Linked DNA regions of Triticum aestivum: region 2 is linked to region 1. The links are chromatin contacts, called in public Hi-C maps. All regions are on one chromosome and are shown on one strand. Each heading gives the region's core, a stretch centred on a gene start, on an enhancer-like site or on the middle of the called end of the contact. The rest is flanking DNA. Distances are from core to core; before and after follow the strand shown.

Region 1 (3,129 bases), core at 287-2,786:
TGACAAATGCAGTTGCAGTGTGAATGGAGGACCACCTTAGCATTCAAGTCGGATCATATGCCGCCCATGGTTGACACGGCATGTTCATTGTTACTACTGGGTTGGGTTCATCCCTTAGTATTTTTTTTTCTCCCAAGTAAAATACTGAATCTGATACAATTGAAGCCACGTTTCCCAAAGAAATAAAACATAAAATCACGATCGTAAGACAGGGCCAGACAAATTATACGATGCAATCAACCAATCATTATCATTATACTAGTAAGGAAAGGATTTTATGCCCCAGCAATTTGATAAGTTTAAGGACACAAGACAGGCAGGTAAAGGTTCATATTAAGGATCATCAGGGGAGAAAAGCGCAGTACGTACCGCGCCGTCCCGGAGAAGTCCGAGGTCGTAGACGGGCGTGAAGTCCGGGTTGAAGAGGCCAAAGTGCCTTTCGGCGATTGGCCCTGGTTTCTGGTTCTCGTCGAAGAGGGAGAAGAGGTAGGTCTCGAATGTCCTGTTGGGCATCAGCGGCGTGCCCTTGCCGCTGCTGCACACCCGAATCATGCCCTCGTTGAAGTCCCTCGCCTCCTGCACCCCGACGCCAATCTGCCCGGGCTCCGCCTGGGTGGGCCACCCGGCCTCCCCGACGGCGATGTCGACGTCTCCGTACCCGAGCTTCTTCATGGCGGTGTAGATTGCGTCCATCTGGGCGTCCAGCATGCTGGTGTAGTTGAGCTTCGTTGCCGGGTCGTAGATGCCGCTGTTGGGGCGGAAGAGCGCGTAGTTGAGCGTCTCCGGCCGGTAGCTGAAGTAGGGGTAAGGGTTCACCATGAAGGGCGACCCGGTGTCGCGGTGGAACTGCAGCATGGCCGGGAATAGCTTGGTGTTGTAGCCCGCCCGGAAGCTGGCGTTGGAGGGGATGCCGTCGGAGGGGGCGAGGATGCCGAGGTAATGCGGGGTGGTGACGCGGACGCCGGTGAGGCCCTCGGCCTTGAGGGCCTGCGCGAGGCGGCGCATGGCGGGGAGGAGGGAGAGGATGAGGTTGGTGTCGGTGGAGAGGAGGATCTCGTTGCCGGCGAGGAGGAGGGTGACGTTGGTGGCGGGGACGTAGGGGGAGAGGTTGGCGCGGATCCAGGACCGCGCGGCGTCGAGGCCGGTGGCCTTGTCGGCGAGGGCGGGGAGGGCGGAGTTGGGGAGGGAGACGGCGAGGGAGATGGGCGTGCCGGCGAAGGCGGAGATAAAGGCCGGGTTGGCGTCGAAGAGCTTGACGCGGTCGATGGTGGTCTTGGTGGCGAGGAAGGTGGCGACGGAGGTCGGGGAGGGGAGGTTGTCGGCGTTGGCGCCGTAGTTGACGCCGATGTGCAGCGAGGGGGTCGCCGACTCTGCCCCCGCCGCGCCGGCGGCGAGCAGCATGAGGAGGGGGAGGAGGAGCGGCATCGCGGGGGTGGAGTGTGGAGTCGATTGCGGGTTTGAATCTGAGTTGGCAACGGGGGCTTCCGTTCCGTTCAAATACTACTACTGGTTCCAGAGCGGAGTACTGGAGAGGAGAGGAACGGACAAAGGTCGCGTGGTGGGTGCCATTACCTGGCCATTACAGTATTCTTATTCCCTTGTGCTTTAAATGCATTTTTATTTCTGGCTTTGTTGCGGCTGCCATGTGTCACTGTCTTTTTCATACGTACATTTAGGTCATTCATTTTCATATATATTTTCCCACGAGTTCACTATCTTTCATTTATTTTAGAAATCTTTCATGGTATTATTTTTTTGGGGCTGGTACACTACCTTTTTCCTTTGCTTTTGCACCATTTCTCAAAAGTGTTGAAATTAGTACTAGGAAACAGCAAGAAAGAGGGTAGTATACTAGTACTCTAGTAACCAAAGCATGCGTTTGGAATGAATAATCCAAGCCTTTTCTAAAGAATGGAAGAAAGTGAATATGAAAGGAGAAGATGCAAAACGCAAGTGGCCGCGTATTTCCGTGGGGATTTGCCTCTGCTCGAAGCTTTTGAATATTATTCGGCTGGTGCACGTATCGGTGTGCCGGAGAATGAGGGGGTGTTTGGTTCAGGGACTTTTTAGTCACAGAGACTAGAAAAAGTTCCTAAAAAGTCTCTAGAAGCCAAACGGGAGGGACTTTTTCTACAGGGACTAGAAAAAGTCCTAGGACTTTTAAACCAAACACCCCCTGAGGCTGGTCATAGTGGGGAGTAACTTAGAGTAGTAACATGCATACGTTACTACTCTATGTTACTATCCTTATAGTGGGAAGTGTTATATGTGTAGTAACATACACATGCTTATTTATTGTCTTGTAGACTCATTTTGTATTGAAAAGCGCTATGTGATGATAACATATTAGGTTACTTTATTTGTCTCTCTCTTCATTAACTACTTGTCACCTTAATATTTTTGCTTATGTGACATCTATGTTACTACCTATGTTACTTCCCACCATGATCAGCCTGAAGGAAGATAAAAAGGGAACCACGCCGAGTGGTTTCAGGAGACAAAGATGACAGCTCCTTCCTCTCGAAGAAAGCGAGGTGGACATGGGAAAATGGCACGCGCCGACTGGAAAATATCGATTATTTATTGCTTGGATAATCACCGATTTGGACGGTGGATGGGGCAGTTACCGTTGGCTGCCGCGTCGCCAACGGTGGGGAGGACGAGTAGTACGTGCGTGTTTGACCGGGTTGGATTGTGACGCTTCTCAATCTCACCAGCGTGGTCGGCCCGGCGCCAGCCGCAGATTCAGCGCACGTACACGGAGACGGAGATGGAGATCGTGTGGTCGGCAGGGAGAGACGCTCACGCACGAACCGCGTCGTCCCGTCCCTACCCTATCCACGCGTGCGCGTTGCTTGTGTCAGTGGCGCACGCCTTCTGGGAGCTACAACAGCTCAACGGAATCGGCCACCAACATTCCCCTCCCAGCTTTGCTTGCCACGGACTACTGGGGTTTCCGGCCAGCCCGTCCTTCCTTGCTTGCACACCCCCAACTACTTGCTTGATGCTAACAACTGAGATTCCAAAGCCTGCTCATGGCATTACCGCACACTATCCTGCACGAAAGGGAGCTAAGGACATCACTGACCCTCAACCCACCGCATCCGTCTGGACCAACCTCTCCGAACG
Region 2 (3,129 bases), core at 370-2,869, 290 kb before region 1:
AACTAGGCATTGATAAGTGACGTAGCCAATAATTCCAGGATGTTAGTTGAATCTAATAGAAATTTACTGCAAAATATGCCAACTTCTTTTTCACTGAAGACTCTTGTGATCTGATGCGTGATGTTTCCACGTTTGTAGCCATAGTTTATAAACCTGCCTAGGATTGTTCTTCCTTGAGATTGGAAGTAATTATTGGAACGAATAGCTTCAACTAGCTTCATAATCCATGTGCAGCCAAGACGTCATTAAAAAAAGTCTTCAAACTGTGATATGAAGATTTATTCTGAAACTATGATTCCTAGGAGACAATAGGCCTTGTTGAGTTTCTGTTGATGAGATATTCTCCGCCGTGGAGTTTGTCCAGTACTCAATTCTCTTTTGTTTTGGACGTGCAGGACTAGTTAGTACCTAAGGATGTGACATAATCTTTGTTAATGTTTTGTGATAAAGTTTTCTATGTCCCGCATCAAAATAAAATATCTCCTTCTAGATTGTCGACGTATTGGATGTGATGTTTTGTTGCGGTCTTGGTTACAAGAACTAAAACAAACAAGTTGTGATCTAGCATCATCAAAAAAATACTAAGTGATTTAAACGCTCTTAGATTAGTTTACAGAGGGAGTAGTTCTCATATAGTAGTCTTCATAATGATCATTGCTGGTAATGCCTACCATTGTGATTGATACGGGCTCTTCCTGAAACAGAAAACTGTGACTTCCAAATTTTTTTTTGCGAGGGGACTTGCAATTGGAGTGGAGAAAACAATTGCTTCCAGTACAAGTATACCCCATGCTTAACATTCGAGAAAAAAGTGTACCCATGCTTACAAAGTACTAATTCGTTATGTCCCCTCTCAATTCCAGAGGGAACTAGTAAAATAAGAAGAAAGTTACCCACAAAAAACAAAAACAAAGAAAGTACTTATGTTCACCATATTTTCTTTTAAAAAATATAGAAATATACACTTTTATTCCCTACAATTTGTAGATAGATATTGAATGAATGGTTCTTTGTTTAATATCTAAAAGCTACTTGATGTACCGCAAAAGAAATTTTGAGAAGCAACAAAGAAAGGCCCATTTCTTGCCGCCTTGCGGTTGAGAAAGTCATATATAGAAAATCATAGATTTTTCTTTTCTTTTCGAGAAGATACAAAATGATGTCGAATAGTGTGAAATCAAAAGAAGGGGAAGGGAAGGGAAGGGAAGTCAACTAGGCATTATTCCTTTTGACACAAACCATCCACGTCTTCATCAAGGAACAGTATACTGCGAATGTAACCCAGAGAGAGAGATTTGAAGGTAGAGGAGGTCCATACGTTGGATTTGTTGGCGTGCCAAACTATTATTAGTGGGCTTGGATATTTTTTTATTCGTTTTTCAGAAAGCAACCAGAAAGATCAGCTCAGATTGTCTTTGTGCTTAACTTAACCAGCTACTGCAACCCCTTTTATCACTAGTACAAGAAATTCACATGTAATGTAAAAAACGCTCCTGTATTATGCAACGGAGGGAATTACCTCTAACTGCCTCAAGGATAATCAAAATTATCGAGTGGAGAGCTTTCTGTCTCTATCTTAAGGCAATCGATTTCGAGAAATTGGACTAATTCCGGGAGGCCGGCGTACGTGTAGCATCGTGCCACGCAACAGCAGCTTATTAGCTAGACTAGCGTGGCCTCCTCTTATACGCTACCAAAGCTTGTGTACACCATTCGGCTATAAATAGTGGCGCCGGTGGGAGGCTATCCATTCAATTCAATTGTGCTCATCATCATCCCCGATACCAAAGCCCATCTTCTTCTCCTTGAAATCTTTTTGGGTTCACAGATTTGGAGGATGTCTTGCAACTGTGGATCCGGTTGCAGCTGCGGCTCAGACTGCAAGTGCGGGTATGGATGCTTTTTTTTATTTTTTATTTTTTGATTGACGTTAATGGATGCTTCTCCTTGCAAAAATACTCTCGTGCTATTTATCTACTACTTCATCTGGTGACCCCTTTAGCTGATCAAGCACCAGTTCCTTTTGTGGTGATGAACTATTGATCTGATTCGCCGACCGGTTGCCTTCGCCCGTTGCAGGAAGATGTACCCTGATCTGACAGAGCAGGGCAGCGCCGCCGCCCAGGTCGCCGCCGTGGTCGTGCTCGGCGTGGCTCCTGAGAACAAGGCGGGGCAGTTCGAGGTGGCCGCCGGGCAGTCCGGCGAGGGCTGCAGCTGCGGCGACAACTGCAAGTGCAACCCCTGCAACTGTTAAGCTGCATGCACTCGTACGTACGTACGTGTGATGGTGTGAGAGTATACTTGAATAACGAGCGTCTGATCTGATGGAGTCGAGCAAGGGTGCGTGTGCGTGTGATTTGCTTGCTCGCTCTCCGCCTATGCTCTGCCCATGGTGTCCTTGTGTGTATGTGTGTGCGCATGTCTCCCTGTAATTGCTTCATCTATCTCCACTATGGATGGAGTGATGAATATGTAAGAATGAAAGATTTACCTAATTAACTAGTCCTAAATCGCTACTTCAGTTACCTGATTTTTCTTGGCGGCGCATCTTCAGCTATTCTCTAACATGAAGCATACAGCGAAGGAATAAATTGCCCCCAAAAATTGTTGATTCCTCCTATACACTGAAGATTTCGATCGAGAATAAGTTGCCCCCCAAAATTGTTGATTTTCTTGGCGGCGCATCTTTAGCTACTCTCTATCAGAACATTCAATGTTTCTTAAGCGGAAAATAGGAAAAAGGAAAAGAAAAAAGGTTGCACGCAAGCAAGATCGGTTGCTGTGTTGTTTCTGGGCAGCGCTCTGTGCCGGTTTACCGGCGCAGGCACTAGATGGGTCCCCGTCAAAGACATTCGATCGAGATGGCTGGAACCGTTGGATCTGCGCCCTTTGTCTTTCCCTTCGTCTCATACAAAAAAAGAAAGAAAAAGAACCACACCACCCACACACAGGGAAGTGAATGAGGGCGCAAAAAAACAGATGAGACTTTGCGGCTTGCAGCAAACCGGCCCCCAACTCCCACCCGCGGTCGCGGCGGCTAGCCTCACAACGCCAGACATCTCTGCTCGCTGGGCCACATCCATCCATGGTCATTAGTTCCATCGTGGTGTCATCGCAACCCCGCTGGCT

The links. A called contact is a pair of places that touch in the nucleus more often than the background predicts.
Region 2: a Hi-C map of leaf shows a contact between it and region 1, with 5 times the contacts expected there. The contact joins the promoter of LOC123091763 here to the promoter of LOC123091761 in region 1. A contact is called at or near these places in 4 of 5 Hi-C or Micro-C datasets (leaf and an unstated tissue).

Annotation. Positions count from the first base shown.
Region 1 is chr4B:190,720,937-190,724,065 of IWGSC CS RefSeq v2.1, reverse strand. It overlaps LOC123091761 (glucan endo-1,3-beta-glucosidase-like), which reads right to left and starts at 1,536. Exons shown (of 3, transcript XM_044513381.1): 1 at 370-1,536. The coding sequence starts at 1,425. It also overlaps the pseudogene LOC123090055.
Region 2 is chr4B:191,015,551-191,018,679 of IWGSC CS RefSeq v2.1, reverse strand. LOC123091763 (metallothionein-like protein 1) reads left to right here and starts at 1,619. Exons shown (of 2, transcript XM_044513383.1): 1 at 1,619-1,890; 2 at 2,080-2,495. The coding sequence starts at 1,838. The coding sequence ends at 2,254.